2 separate regions of the Oryctolagus cuniculus genome follow, and region 2 is linked to region 1. The links are chromatin contacts, called in public Hi-C maps. All regions are on one chromosome and are shown on one strand. Each heading gives the region's core, a stretch centred on a gene start, on an enhancer-like site or on the middle of the called end of the contact. The rest is flanking DNA. Distances are from core to core; before and after follow the strand shown. Region 1 has its middle 17 kb from the start of PLEK2. Region 2 has its middle 6.1 kb from the start of RDH11.

Region 1 (7,608 bases), core at 3,621-6,120:
AGGGTTGAGATGCTGCCTGGGAGACCAGCACTGTGGTACGACGGGTTAAGCTGCTACCTGAAATGGAGCAGCCCACATGAGCATTGGTTCCCGTGCCGGCTGCTCCACTTCCTCCCGATCCAACTCCCTGCTTTTGTACTTGGAAAAGCAACAGAAAATTATCTAAGTCCCTGGGTCCCTGCCACCCAGGTGGGAAACCTGGATGAAGTTCCAGGCTCCTAGCTTTGGCCATGACCAGCCTTGGCCATTGTAGCCATTTGGGGAGTGAACCAGCAGATGGAAGGTTCTCTCTCTCTCTCTCTCTCTTATGTGGTGCCTTTCAAATAAATAATATGAGAGAGAGAGAGAGAGAGAGAGAGAGAGAGAGAGAGAGAGAAAGGTCTTCCATCTGCTGATTCACTCCCCAAATGGCCGAAATGGCTAGAGCTGAGCCAGGCCCAAACCAGAAGCCCAAAGCTTTATCAGGGTCTCCCACATGGATACAGGGGCCCATGCACTTGGGCCACCCTCTGCTGCCTCCCCAGGTGCATTAGCAGGGAACTGGATTGGAAGTGGAGCAGCCAGGACACAAACCATATGGGACTCTGGCATTGTAGGTGTTAGCTTTACCTGCTATACCACAAAGCCAGTCCCAATTAAATACATCTTTAAAAGGGGGGAGGGTCACTTTGGGTGCCCACATCCTGCAGCAGAATGTCTGGATTCACGTCCTGGCTCTGCTCCTGATTCTGGCTTCCTGCTAATGTGCACCTGGTTAACAGTGACAGTGGCTCAGGTAATGATGGCTCCCACCCATTCGGAAGATTCCTATTGAGTTCCTGACTCCTGACTGGCCCTGGCTCTGGCCTGGCCATTGCAGGTATTTGGGGGATGAAGCAGTGAATGGAATGCTCTCTTTCTCGTTCTCATTCTCGTTCTTGTTCTCATTCTCTCTGCTATTCTCCCTCTGCCTCTTAAATAAATAAAACAGAAAGTATTAGACCCTATACCTTGACCTATTGGAAGTTTTATTTTCTGCTGTTCCCTTTGTTATAGGGACAGACACGACCTCCTTTTAAAACACAAATGGCGGGGGCTGGCGCTGTGGTGTAGTGGGCTAATCCTCTGCCTGTGGTGCTGACATCCCATATGGGCACCAGTTTGTGTCCCAGCTGCTCCTATTCCTCTGATCCAGCTCTCTGCTTACGGCCTAGGAGAAGCTCCTGGCTCCTGGCTCCAGCTGTTGCAGCCATTTGGGGAGTGAATCAGCAGATGGAAGACCTCTTTGTCTGTAACTCTGCCTCTCAAATAAATAAATAAAATCTTAAAACACACACACACACACACACACACACACACGGCTGGTGCCGCGGCTCACTTGGCTAATCCTCCGCCTGTGGTGCTGGCACACCAGGTTCTAGTCCCGGTCGGGGCGCCGGATTCTATCCCGGTTGCCCCTCTTCCAGGCCAGCTCTCTGCTGTGGCCTGGGAGTGCAGAGGAGGATGGCCCAAGTCCTTGGGCCCTGCACCCCATGGGAGACCAGGAGAAGCACCTGGCTCCTGGCTTCAGATCAGCGCAGTGCGCCAGCCGCAGAGCGCCAGCTGCAGCGGCCATTGGAGGGTGAACCAATGGCAAAAGGAAGACCTTTCTTTCTGTCTCTCTCTCTCACTGTCCACTCTGCCTGTCAAAAATAAATAAATAAATAAATACATACATATGTACATACATCTTGGCTGGTGCCGTGGCTCACTTGGCTAATCCTCCACATGTGGTGCCGGCACCCCAGGTTCTAGTCCCAGTTGGGGCACCAGTTCTGTCCCGGTTGCCCCTCTTCCAGGCCAGCTCTCTGCTGTGGCCCAGGAGTGCAGTGGAGGATGGCCCAAGTGCTTGGGTCCTGCACTCGCATGGGAGACCAGGAGGAAGCACCTGGCTCCTGGCTTCAGATCGGTGCAGTGCGCCGGCCGCAGCGCACCAGCCATAGTGGTCATTTTGGGGGTGAACCAACGGAAAAGGAAGACCTTTCTCTCTGTCTCTCTCTCTCTCTGTCTAACTCTTCCTGTCAAAAAAAAATACATCTTAAAGGGAAAAACCCATCCCATTCTCCCCAGGCTTCTCCAGGCTCCAGGCCCTGTCCTCTGCCCATTAGGAGAAACTAGGTAAGCGGAAGGAATGGGAAAGCAGGCATGTTGGAGGTGGCCAGGGTGGATTGTGCTGCGTGGGGCAGAAGTGCTCAAGCAGGCCGATGACTGTGAGAAAGTAGGTGGCACCGTCCAGTGGACAGTCCCTTCTAACCCTAAAGCACTGCCCCAATGATATTGGAGAATCATCCTGTTGCCAATTTTAATAGCACTTCTGCCCAGTGACCACTAGGGGGAGGCCAAGTCCCACACAATTCACCAGGGTCGCTGGCAGGTAAGATCTTTGGTCCCCAAAGGGGGAGGGGGCAGAGAGGGCGGCCCCAGCTGTGGCCTGGGGAAATACTGCCAAAGGCAGATCTCAGGGGTGCTTCCAAGGCGAGGCTCAAGCCGGCCCAACACATTCAAACAGAACTACTGCGTACTGCCCGGGAGCCCATCTGCCTGGTGTGCGGTGAGCTGGGTACTAGAACATACCCTGAATGTCCGCTTTTCGTTCTTATTCCCTTAACTTGCACTAAAATATTAGCTCTTCAGATGAACTGATTTTCACGGAGGAATGAAGGGCACGCAGCTGTGTTTTCTTCCTGCAGAACTCGCATTTGAGGGGGTTTGACCCTGGAGCACACAGTGAGGTCCTCTCAGCTTCCTGGGGCTCCTGCCTTGGGTGATGATGGTCACTGTCAGACACCGTATTATTCTGGTGTGTTCTGCCACTGCTCGGGGACCATCCGCAAAAACTCTTGCACACATTTCCAAGACTCCTCAGCCGCTGTCTCCCAGAGCTCAGAAGTGTGGTTTCAGCCTTCACCCATACCCAGACTTCGCAGTCAGCTCTGGGACGCCGCTGGCTGCCACCAGGGTAATAGTAGCGGCGCCGTCCCTCCGTGTCCCTCCCCGTCAAGGTGGCCTCAGTGCCCCAAGCCCAAAGCTGTACGTTGCTCCCCAAATCTGACATATTCACAGGCAACATAGCACTTCTCAGTGGCCTAGCACTTTTCTAAGGGGATTTCAAAAGTGCCTGGAAAGTAGAATTGAAGGGTGAGTTTAGGGGTAGGTATTTGGACGAAGGGGTAAGACACTGTGTGGGGGCCGGCGCCGCGGCTCACTAGGCTAATCCTCCACCTTGTGGTGGGTTCTAGTCCCTGTTGGGGCGCCGGATTCTGTCCCGGTTGCCCCTCTTCCAGGCCAGCTCTCTGCTGTGGCCCGGGAGTGCAGTGGAAGATGGCCCAGGTGCTTGGGCCCTGCACCCCATGGGAGACCAGGAGAAGCACCTGGCTCCTGCCTTCGGATCAGCATGGCGGCCATTGGAGGGTGAACCAACGGTAAAGGAAGACCTTTCTCTCTGTCTCTCTCTCTCACTGTCCACTCTGCCTGTCAAAAAAAAAAAAAAAAAAAAAAAGACACTGTGTGGGATGTCCACGTGCCCCACGGTGGAGTGCCGGGGTCTGAGTCCCAGCCTCACTTAGCTTCCTGCTAGGAGGCAGCAGATGCTGGCTCAAGTAGTTGGGTCTCTGCCACTCACATGGGAGACCTGGACTGGGTTCTGAGCGCCCAGTTTTGGTCTGGCCCAGGTCTTGCTGCTGTGGGTATTCGGAAAATGAACCAGCATCTCTGTCTCTCTTTCAAATAAATAAATAAACACTATGCATATACTATATATAATGTAAACACATACATACACTACATATAATATATAACACATACACACACTATATATAATGTAAGCATATTTTAGTACAAAAATTTGAAATCTATGCATAGTTTTTTCACACAACACATTTTCCATGAGCTTTTTGGCCACCCCTCCTACTCACGGACATTTATTCTTCACTACCCACTGGGGGGAGCTATTGTTATTATTCCTGTTCCAAAAAATGAGGCCTCTGAGATGTACAGAGGTGAAGTACTTTGAGCAAGGTCACACGGCAGTACAGATCCTCAGCCTGTACACCCACCACCTCTTTTTGTTTCTTTAATTAAGTAATTTATTTCAAAAGCAGAGTTACAGAGAGAGAAAGAGAGACAAGCGAGAGAAAGAGATTTTTCATCCTCTTGTTCACCCCCAAAATGGCCAGGAGTCAGGAACTCCATCAGAGTCTCCCACATGGGTGGCTGGGGCCCAAGCACTTGGGCCATCTTCTACTGCTTTCCCAGGCCTGTTAGCAGGGAGCTGGATTGGAAGCAGAGTAGCTGGGACTTGAACTGGTGCTTGTATGGGATGCCGAAGTCACAGGTGGCAGCTTAACCCGCTGCACCGCGGGGTCGGCCCCACCATCTCTTCAAGGAGATGAGCCGGCTGTCCTGCCTCTCCTCCGACCTTGTGTTTGAGGGCTGTCCCTTGTTCTGTTAGTACGAGCGTTATTTCGGAAAACTCAAGGAAAACAGAACAAAAAGTTAAGTTTATTTTGGTGCAAAAATTTTTTCTTTGAATTAGTTAACAGCAGGAGAGTCTGCTAGGGAGAGAGAGAAAGAGAGAGGGAGAGGCATGGGCTTTGCTGTTGAGGAGCTGGGTGGGCTTTGACAGCCTCTCTTCCCAGGCCCCGTAGGCAGCAAGTCACCTCAGCTGATGATCCTAGTGTTGGCAAGTAGAAGCGCCTGAGCAGAGCCCAGAGCGATGAAACAACTTGTTCAGGTTCATCAAGTTCAGCGGGTCTGAGGCCATGACTAAACCCGGATCATTCTGTCAACAATAACAACAATGGAAGCAACTTTTATTGCGAGCTTACTCACTGCCAGTACCAGCATCGAGCCCTTCCTGGTGTCTTGTCTCGTTCAGTGATTCTAACAGCCCGGTCACCTGGCTCTGTGGCTATCCTCATTTTAGCAGTGAACAAACTGAGACTCCTGGAGGTTAAGCAGCTTACTCAAGATCCCTCAGCTCGCAACCTGTGGAGCTGGCATTGAACCAGGTTTGTCTTTGATACCCATCAAAGCTGAGGCTCTTAAGGATGAAGGTGTGAAATCCACGTCTGTGAGGGGCCTTCAAAACGTTTGTGGGAAATGTGTATTATGAAAAAGACTGGGCTTGAGTTTCAGAAATTTTGCACCAAAAGAAGCTTCTCTAGGGTGGGTGTTGTGCAGTGAGGGAAGCGACCCCTTGGGATCCCCGCATCGCTGGCTGCTCTGCCTCTAATCCAGCCCTCTACTGGTGCACCTAGGAAGCACGGCCCAAGTCCTTGAGCACCTGACACCCACATGGAAGATCCCGATGGAATTCCAGATTTCTAGCTTTGCCTGGCTCAGCCCCAGTCACTGAGGGCTGAGTGAACTAGGGTATGGAAGACATACAGTCTCTCTCCCTCTCTCTCTCTCTCTCTCCCCTCTCTCTCTCTTTCTCTCTCTCTTTCTCTGTCTTCCCCCCACCTCTTTCTGTCACTCTGCCTTTCAAATAAGTGAATAAATAAGTAATCTTTTTTAAAAATTACATTTTAAATTTAAAAAAGTATTTATTCCTTTTCACTTTATTTGAAAAGCTGAGAGACAGAGAGAGATCTCAACATCCAAGGCTGGGCTAGACAAAAGCCAGGAGCCCAGAACCCAGTGTGAGCCTCGCTTGTGGTCACCAAGCCCCTGCTACCTTGTGTACGCATTAGTGGGAGACTGAATTTGAAGCGGCAGGGCCTGGACTCACACCCAGGCACGCTGAGATGGGACGTGGGTGTCCCAAGCAGCATATTAACCACCACACCTAATGCGCGCCCACTCCGTGAACTTTTGTAGAAGTGAGTCACAAGCACTCTTGAAAAACTCTTGTAAGAAGAGATCCTGGTTGTAGCTTGGTGGGAGCTGAGACACACAATGGCACGTGAAGACAGGCCTCAGTCACACAGTGCAGCCCCCTCCTACACGGGACAAAAGCGTACACCTTGGATGACACAGACCCAGGGTCCCCTGGGATGAAACAGGAACCCTGTACACAGTCTGAGTTTGTCCAGACAGAGCAGGGGCTAGGGAAGTGTAGGTTACAGGAAACAGCATCCAGGCTCAGGGAAGACAAAGAGACTTGGTGTGAAAGAGGGAGCCTCCTGGCCCGGTGGGCGGATGTTACATTCGTGGTGGGTACCTACGGGTCAGGAAGGACGGAGTGAAAGGCTGGGCATCGTGTGCTGGACCCACACCTGGCTCCCCGGAGTGCCCACGGGCTCTCAGGGAGGGGCTCTATGACAGAACTGAGTGAGGATTCCCCTAAGGGCGCCAAGTGGCTTTGCTGGAAGTCCCCCTCTCCCCAAAAAAGGAAGGAGGCAGGTTGGCTGGGAGGACTGTGGTGTAGAAGGTTTAGCCTCGGTCTACAGTGACGGCATCCCATATGGGCGCTGGTTCATGTCTGGACTGCTCCTCTGCCAATCCAGCTCCCTGCTAATGGCCTGGGAAAGCAGCAAAAGATGGCCCAAATCCTTGGGTTCCTGCACCCACATGGGAGACCCAGAAGAGGCTCCTAACCCCTAGCTTCCATCTCTCTCTCTCTCTCTCTCTCTCTCTAACTCTGCCTCTCAAATAAATAATTAAATAAATATTTTAAAAAAAGGAAGGGCTCGCCTTTTTCTCCTGGCAGAGAGGTAACTGAGCAGAGTCTTATGGACCAGGGTGGACAGTCCAGAGGGGTCGAGACCCAGAGGAGGTGAAGGTGGTGACAGAACTTGAAGAGCAGAATCTTGGCAGTGAACGTGGGAGGCTGAAGCAGGGAACTACAGAATTCAATCCTGGTGTCCCACATGGGTGGCAGGAGCCCAGGTCCTTGAGCTGTCACCGCTGCCTCCCAGGGTCTGCCTTAGCAGGGAGCTGAAGTCAGGAGATGGAGGTGGGCTTCAAACCCAGGGACCCTGGTGTGGGACAAAGTGTCTTAGCTAGGTCAAGTGCTCGCCCAACGTATTGTTTCAGCAGGAGAGTACTTCAAAAAGCTCGTGTGTATGGAGTCTTCAAAAAGCTCATGGAAAACTTGTGTTATAAAAAAAACCACGTGTGGATTTAAAAAAAAAAATTTTTTTTTGGTGCCAAGATAAGCTTATCTTGTAATTCCATTTTCTACAAACTTTTTGAAGTCGCCTTGGATGTGGAACTAACACATGGGACAATGAGGAATATTCTGTGGGAAGTGTGTGTCCCTCCTACCCTTTCACCCTGTTCTTCCTGCTCACAGGAAACCACTATTGATTGTAACATCTGCTCAGTGTTTTACAGTTGAAACATTTCCCCATAATCATGTCATCAGGTCCCAGCAACAGCTCCCTAAGATGTGTTGCGCATAAATGACTCGTGTGCCCATTTACAGAGGGGAGCCCAGCTCCAGGAGGTTACAGGATCTGCCCCGAGTTAGGCTGCACAAGGGTCAGAGCCCAGTGGTCACAGCCCAGCTTCTAAAGGCTTTGAATCCCGCGTCCCTGCCTGCCTTGGAGAAAGAAAAGAGCCCTGGGTGCTTAGAACCTGCAATGTGCCATAAATAGTTCGCCTTCTACAAAGAGACTTGCGGTCGGCCAGGAAACAGGAAAAATC
Region 2 (7,608 bases), core at 2,518-5,017, 310 kb after region 1:
TCTTCCCGGTCTCCCAAGCGGGTACAGGGGCCCAAGCACTTGGGCCAACCTCCACTGCCTTCCCGGGCCACAGCAGAGGGCTGGACTGGAAGAGGAGCAACTGGGACTAGAACCCAGCACCCATATGGGATGCTGGTGCAGCAGGTGGAGGATTAACAAAGTGAGCCACGGCGCCGGCCCCTCTTTCTGGCTTTCTAATACAATATATATATATATATATATATATTTTAGATGAAGTAGGTGCTGGCACTGTGGCGTAGCAAGTAAAGCTGCCACCTGCAGTGCTGACATCCCATATGGACACTGGTTCGAGTCCTGGCTGCTCCACTTCTGATCCAGCTCTCTGCTATGGCCTGAGAAAGCAGTGGAGGATGGCTCAAGTCCCAGGGCCCTTGCACCTGTGTGGGAGACCTGGAAGAAGCTCCTGGCTCCTAGCTTCGGATCTGCACAGCTCCAGCCATTGCAGCCAATTGGGGAGGGAACCAATGGATGAAAGGCCTCTCTCATTCTCTCTCTCTCTCCCTCTTTGCCTCTCCTTTTCTCTCTGTGTAACTATGACTTTCAAATAAATAAATAAATCCTAGAAAAAAAAAAAAAAGAAAGATGTAGTAGGGGCTGGCTTTGTGGTGTAGTAGGTTAAGCCTCCATCTGCGACACCAGCATTTCATATGGGCATTGATTCAAGACCCAGCTGCTACTTCCGATCCAGTTCCCTGTTAATGCACCTGGGAAAGCAGCAGAAGATGACCCAAGTCCTTGGGCTCCTGCACCCATGGGGGAGACCTGGAAGAAGCTCCAGGCTCCTGACTTTGATCAGGCCCAGACCTGGCCCTTGTGGCCATTTGGAGAGTGAACCAGTAGATGGAAGACCTCTCTCTGCCTTTCAAATAAATAAAAAATGATTCTTAAAAAAAAGAGAGAGAGAGAGAGAGAGAGAGATGAAGCAGGGACCCACCTCTGACGTGGCATCCCATATGGGCGTTGCTTCAAATCCCAATTTTTTTTTTTATTTTTATTTTTGACAGGCAGAGTGGACAGTGAGAGAGAGAGACAGAGAGAAAGGTCTTCCTTTGCCGTTGGTTCACCCTCCAAGGGCTGCCACGGCTGGCGCGCTGCGGCTGGTGCACCGCGCTGATCCGATGGCAGGAGCCAGGTACTTATCCTGGTCTCCCATGGGGTGCAGGGCCCAAGCACCTGGGCCATCCTCCACTGCACTCCCGGGCCACAGCAGAGAGCTGGCCTGGAAGAGGGGCAACCGGGACAGCATCCGGCGCCCCGATGCTGTCCCTAGGGTTAGGGTTAGGGTTAGGATTAGGATTAGGGTTAGGGTTAGGGTTAGGGTTAGGGTATGCAGAAGGTATGCTGGTGCCGCAAGGCGGGGGGATTAGCCTTGTGAGCCGCGGCGCCAGCCCCCAATTTTTCCATTTCCAATCCAGCTCCCTGCTAATGTGCCTGGGAAAGCAGCTGAAGATGACCCAAGTGCTTGGGCCTCTGCACCTGTGGGGGAGACCCAGATGAAACTCTTGGCTCCTGGTTTCCCGCCCAGACTGTTGCAGCCATTTGGGGAGTGTGAACCAGTGGATGGAAGATCTCTGTCTCTCTCTTTGTAACTCTGACTTTCAAATAAATAAAAATCGTTAAAACAATGAAGCAAAATACCTTATTCCAAAACATGCACATTTGCTTCTCTACAGGAACTTTGTATGTGATTTCAGGTGGTTTATTGACACATTGGAGTTATCCACAGAACAAAAAGCCATTGGTTAAGCCCAGTAGTTGAACACTGATAAGTAGATGCTTAGAGAGACCATTCCAGAAAGCAAAGGGAAGAGTCTGAGGAGGACTGATGCTGTAAAATAGGCAGAAGAGGCCGGCGCTGTGGCTCACTAGGCTAATCCTCTGCCTAGCGGCGCCAGCACACCAGGTTCTAGTCCCGGTCGGGGCACCGGATTCTGTCCCGGTTGCCCCTCTTCCAGGCCAGCTCTCTGATGTGGCCTGGGAGTGCAGTGGAGGATGGCCCAGGTGCTTGGGTCCTGCACCCCATGGGAGACCAGGAGAAGCACCTGACTCCTGCCTTCGGATCAGCGCGGTGCGCCGGCCACAGTGCGCCAGCTGCAGGGGCCATTGGAGGGTGAACCAACGGCAAAGGAAGACCTTTCTCTCTGTCTCTCTCTCTCTCACTGTCCACTCTGCCTGTCAAAAAAAAAAAAAAAAATAGAAGAAGGAGGACCTGAAAATGGACTGCGAAAAAGGGGCCATAGGGGGTCGGGATGAACCTGACTCTGTTCACCTCAGGAGAGAGACCTCACAGTAATCTGAATAGGGAAGATTTAATATAAAGAACTACTAATTAACACGGGGTGTTGTCCTCATGAGGGGCCGCTCACACAGGAATTGCTAAACTTCTTCTGTAAAGAATAATAAGTATCTTTGGCTTTGGGGGTCATATGTTTCTGTTACAATGACTCAGCTCTGCGCTCATAGCATGGAAGCCTCCAGAGGTGAAATATAAGCAAATGAGTGTGGTTGGGTTCCAATAAAACTTTATTTAGGAAAACAGGCAGAGGGCAGGATCTGGCCCGTGGGCCACGGTTTATCAACCTGTGGGCTAGGAAAGAGAAAAGAGAACGCTAAAGAAGATAAAGGAGCAGACAGAGGTGGAGTGCTTGGGGTATGATTAACATGCCTCTCGAGACGCCTGATCCTATATCAGAGTGCCTGGGTTCAAGTCCTGGCTGTTCCAGCTTCCTGTTTATGCACATCCTGGGAGGTAGCAGTGACAGTTCAAGTACCTGGCTCCCTGTACCCATGTGGGAGACCCAGATGGGGTTCCTCACTTCCAGATTTGGCCTAGCCCAACCTGGGTTGTTGTTGTGGCCATTTGGGGAATGAACTAGGAGATGGAAGATCTCTCTCTCTCTCTCTCTCTCTCTCTCTCTCTCTCTGCTTTTCAAATAAAAACAAATAAGGAAAGATGACAGCAACAGGTTTTTAAAAAGAACAACCAGCTGGCGCCGCAGCTCACTAGGCTAATCCTCCGCCTTGCGGCGCTGGCACACCAGGTTCTAGTCCCGGTCGGGGCGCCGGATTCTGTCCCGGTTGCCCCTCTTCCAGGCCAGCTCTCTGCTGTGGCCAGGGAGTGCAGTGGAGGATGGCCCAAGTGCTTGGGCCCTGCACCCCATGGGAGACCAGGAGAAGCACCTGGCTCCTGCCATCGGATCAGCGCGGCGCACCAGCCAAGGCGGCCATTGGAAGGTGAACCAACGGCAAAGGAAGACCTTTCTCTCTGTCTCTCTCTCTCTCACTATCCACTCTGCCTGTAAAAAAAAACAAACAAACAAAAGAACAACACAATAGCCTATTAATAGAATAGAATAGAATAGAACAGAACAGAATAGAATTATATATGTATATGTGTGTATATATATATATATGAACCTCCATCTGGAACTTGGCAGAGCTCCCAAGGAAGACTCCTTGCACGTCTTGCTGAGGCCAGCTCTTGCTGGAGAGGGCACAAGGATGAGGCCCTCAGCGTCAGTTGTGCAGTAGTTGTGACCTGCCTCGGTGGAACTTGCTGGAAACCCATGGTTAGGGTGGCAGAGGAGGCTGCTACAGGGAGAGGCCGTCTCACTAGAGACCCTGCCATTGAAAATCAGTATCGGGGAAGCTGCTCGCGAACGGAGCCAGGCATTGGAGAAGCTCTGTGCACTGCAGGAACCTAGTGGTGGGGAAGCCCAGCTTGCAGCGGAAGCTGAGGATCCGCGGTAGCCTGCTCCGCTGGTGAGCAGAATCCGGAATAGAACCGAATAGAGCAGACTCTCCTGTCGTGTCTCTCCAGCGCCATCTATTGACAAAGTTTAGCATTGCGCCAGGTGTCCATCTACGGACAAGAAAGACGACTTGGAATTGAGAGGCACATTAGGCAAACTGGAGAATGTGGTGCAATACAGTGCATTTAAAAACTATCTCAAGAAAGTAGGTACTTACAATGCAAAAATAAGAGCCTGCAGAGGAGAATATCAATAAGCTAGAGTGTAAAATTAGTAAGTTCTGCTCTTCAGAATGTAGTGGAAAGAAACCGGACTAGTAGAAAATATTTGAAAATCATGTATCTGAGAAGAGCTTGTACTCAAAATATATGTTAAAAACTCTCCAAACTTGGGGTTAAGAAAATAAATAATCTGGTTTTATTTTTTAAAAATATTTATTTATTTATTTGAAAGAGTTACACAGAGAGAAGAGAGGTAGAGACAGAGGTTTTCCATCCGATGGTTCACTCCCCAGATGGTCACAATGGCTGGAGCTGCACGGATCCGAAGCCAGGAGCCAGGAGCTTCTTCCGGGTCTCCCATATGGGTGCAGGGGCCCATGGCCTTGGGCCATCTTCTGCTGCTTTCCCAGGCACATTAGCGGGAAGCTGGATTGGAAGTAGAGCAGCTGGAACTCAAACAGGTGCCCACGTGGAATGCTGACACACTGCAGGTAGTGACTTAGCCCACTACGCCACAGTGCCAGCCCCAGTCATCACTGAGATTTAAACAACCCAATTTTTTAATTGGTCAAGTGATTTGAACGGATGTCTTGCGCATGCTAGATGGATGATGAATAGGTATATGAAAACAATTATGATCAATACCATCAGTCATTAGAAAAATTCAAATTAAAACCACAGGAAGATATCCCTGCACACCCACAAGAACTGCCAAAATGAAAAAGACTGACCACATCATGTATTGATTGACAAGAATGGCAAGGTTGGGCAACATTTTTTCTGCCAAGGGCCATTTGGATGTTTATAATGTAATTTGCAGGCCAAACAAAACCATCAACTTAACAATTAGCTTGCTGGCATTGTGGTGTAGCAAGGTTAAACCACCACCTGCAATGCCTGCATCCCCTGTGGGCACTGGTTCATATCCTGTCTGCTCCAATTCTAATCCAGCTCTCAGCAAATGGCCTGGGAAAAACAGCAGAAGATGGCCCAAGTGCCTGGGCTCCTGCTACCCACATGGGAGACCTGGCTGAAGCTCCTTGCGAGCCATCAGGGGAATGATCCCATGGATAGAAGATCTCTCTCTCTCTCTCTCTAACTCTGACTCTCAAATAAATCTTTTATTTTTATTTTATTTTATTTTTTGACAGGCAGAGTGGACAGTGAGAGAGACAGAGAGAAAGGTCTTCCTTTGCAGTTGGTTCACCCCCCAATGGCCGCTGCGGCAGGCGCACTGCACTGATCCAAAGTCAGGAATCAGGTGCTTCTCCTGGTCTCCCATGGGGTGCAGGGCCCAAGCACTTGGGCCATCCTCCACTGCACTCCCGGGCCACAGCAGAGAGCTGGGCTGGAAGAGGGGCAACTGGGACAGAATCCGGTGCCCCGATCGGGACTAGAACCTGGTGTGCCGGCGCTGCAGGCGGAGGATTAGCTTATTGAGCCGCGGGGCCGGCCTCAAATAAATCTTTCAAAAATTAGCCTGCTATAGATGTATTGGGTTTCAAGTCTCATCTACGGTTGCCTTGGCAGGATCAGACCAAATGATTTCGCTGGCCTTATTCAGCCCCTGGACTGGATGTTCCCCGCCCAGGTGTAGAGCAACTGGAACTGCCAGCACTGCTTCTAAGTGAGTAGAATGGTACAACCAGTGTGGAAAGCAGTCTAGCAATTTCTTGAAAAGTTAAGCCTAAATTAAATATACACCTATAATATGATTCCAGGTATTTTCCCGGTTGCCTCTCTTCCAGGCCAGCTCTCTGCTGTGACCAGGGAGTGCAGTGGAGGATGGCCCAAGTGCTTGGGCCCTGCACCCCATGGGAGACCAGGAGAAGCACCTGGCTCCTGCCATCGGATCAGTGCGGTGCGCCGGCCATGGCGGCCATTGGGGGGTGAACCAACGGCAAAAGGAAGACCTTTCTCTCTGTCTCTCTCACTCTCTCACTGTCCACTCTGCCTGTCAAAAAAAAAAAAAAAAAAAAAAAAAAAAAAAAAAAACCAACCAACCAACCAAACAAACAAACAAAAAAACAACCCTAATGCCGGTGCCGTGGCTCAATAGGTTAATCCTCCACCTGTGGTGCCAGCACCGCCGGTTCTAGTCCTGGTCGGGGCACCGGATTCTGTCCCAGTTGCTCCTCTTCTAGTCCAGCTCTCTGCTCTGGCCCAAGAGTGCAGTAGAGGATGGCCCAAGTGCTTGGGCCCTGCACCCGCATGGGAGACCAGGAGAAGCACCTGGCTCCTGCCTTCGGATCAGCGCGATGCGCCGGCCGCAGCACACCGGCCGCGGCAACCATTGGGGGGTGAACCAACGGCAAAGGAAGACCTTTCTCTCTGTCCCTCTCTCTCTCACTGTCCACTCTGCTTGTCAAACAAACAAACAAACAAACAAAAAACCCTAATGTCCATCACCAGCAAATAAACAAATCATGATATATACATACAATTAAATGCTACTTAGCAGTTGTGGGGTTAGCATTTGGCCTAGCAGTTACGATAACTGCATACCATGTCAGAGTTCCTCTTGTGTGAGTCCTGGCTCCAACTCCAGTTCTGGCTTCCTGCTGATACACATCCTGGGAGACAGTGGTGATAGCTCGAGTGGCTGCGTCCCTGCATCCATGTAGGAGGCCTGGACTGGGTTTCCAGCTCCTAGCTCTGGCCATTGCAGGTATTTGGGGAAGTGAGCCAGTAGATCGAACGGCAGCTCTTTGTCTGCTGTCTGTCTGTCTCTCCCTGTCTCTATGCCTCTCAAATAAAAATGCAAACAACAACAAAATCCTTTTAAAAAAAACGAGTAGATGTTTTAAAAAGTTTTATTTGAAAGGCAGAGAAATAGAAGGAACTAGATATCTTCCACCCAACTGTTTCACTCCCTGAATGCCTACAACAGGCAGGGCTGTGCCAGGCTAAACCAGGGAACTCCATCCAAGTCTCCCACGTGGCTGGCAGGAACCCATGTCTTGAGCCATCAGCAGCTGCCTTCCAAGATGTACATAAGCTAACAGGAAGCCAGAGTCAGGAGCAGCCCTGAGCCTCCAACCCAGGCATGCGTCTCAAGCAACACCCTTACAGGAAGGGGGTGTCTGTAAATACGTAACAGCCTGAATGAATTCCCAGTCACCACCGTTATGCTGAGTGCAAGCAGACAGACAAAAGGGAGCACATACTGTATGATTCCATTTAAATACACTTTTAAAAGTGCAAATTGTAGGGTGTAGATTGTGGTGACAGAAAGCAGATCAGAATCTTCTCCAGGACAGAAGTGAAGAGAGTTGAGATGGTGGGGATTACCAAGGAGAATGAGGAAACTCCTGGAAGTAATGACTTTGTTTATTGTCTTGCCTGTGGTGATATTTTCATTAGTGTATATAAATGTCAAAGCTTATACCATTGTGCTCTTTAAACGTGAAAAATATTACACATCAATTCTATACTTCAATAAAGCTCTTAAACATCTAATATTAATTGTTGTCATGAAAAAATAAATTTGCAAAACTGGTGAAGGTAGGGCAGGCTGGCAGCCAGCACAGGGGTTAGGGTACTGATTGGAATGCCCACAGTCCATATCCAAGTGCCTGGCTTCCAGTCCCAGCTCTGATTCCAATTCCGGCTTC

What was found. Hi-C and Micro-C count contacts between places; a contact is called where the count stands out from the background.
Region 2: a contact with region 1 is called in a Hi-C map of an unstated tissue, with 4 times the contacts expected there. The contact joins two enhancer-like sites. A contact is called at or near these places in 2 of 6 Hi-C or Micro-C datasets (ear pinna and an unstated tissue).

Annotation. Positions count from the first base shown.
Region 1 is chr20:13,279,976-13,287,583 of mOryCun1.1, forward strand. No RefSeq gene overlaps it. Among named protein-coding and RNA genes, the nearest start is that of PLEK2, 17 kb to the left of the region's middle. Within about 2 kb of position 4,871, at least 2 of the 8 cell types and tissues checked have an H3K27ac peak or open chromatin away from gene starts, as enhancers often do.
Region 2 is chr20:13,589,109-13,596,716 of mOryCun1.1, forward strand. No RefSeq gene overlaps it. Among named protein-coding and RNA genes, the nearest start is that of RDH11, 6.1 kb to the left of the region's middle. Within about 2 kb of position 3,768, at least 1 of the 8 cell types and tissues checked has an H3K27ac peak or open chromatin away from gene starts, as enhancers often do.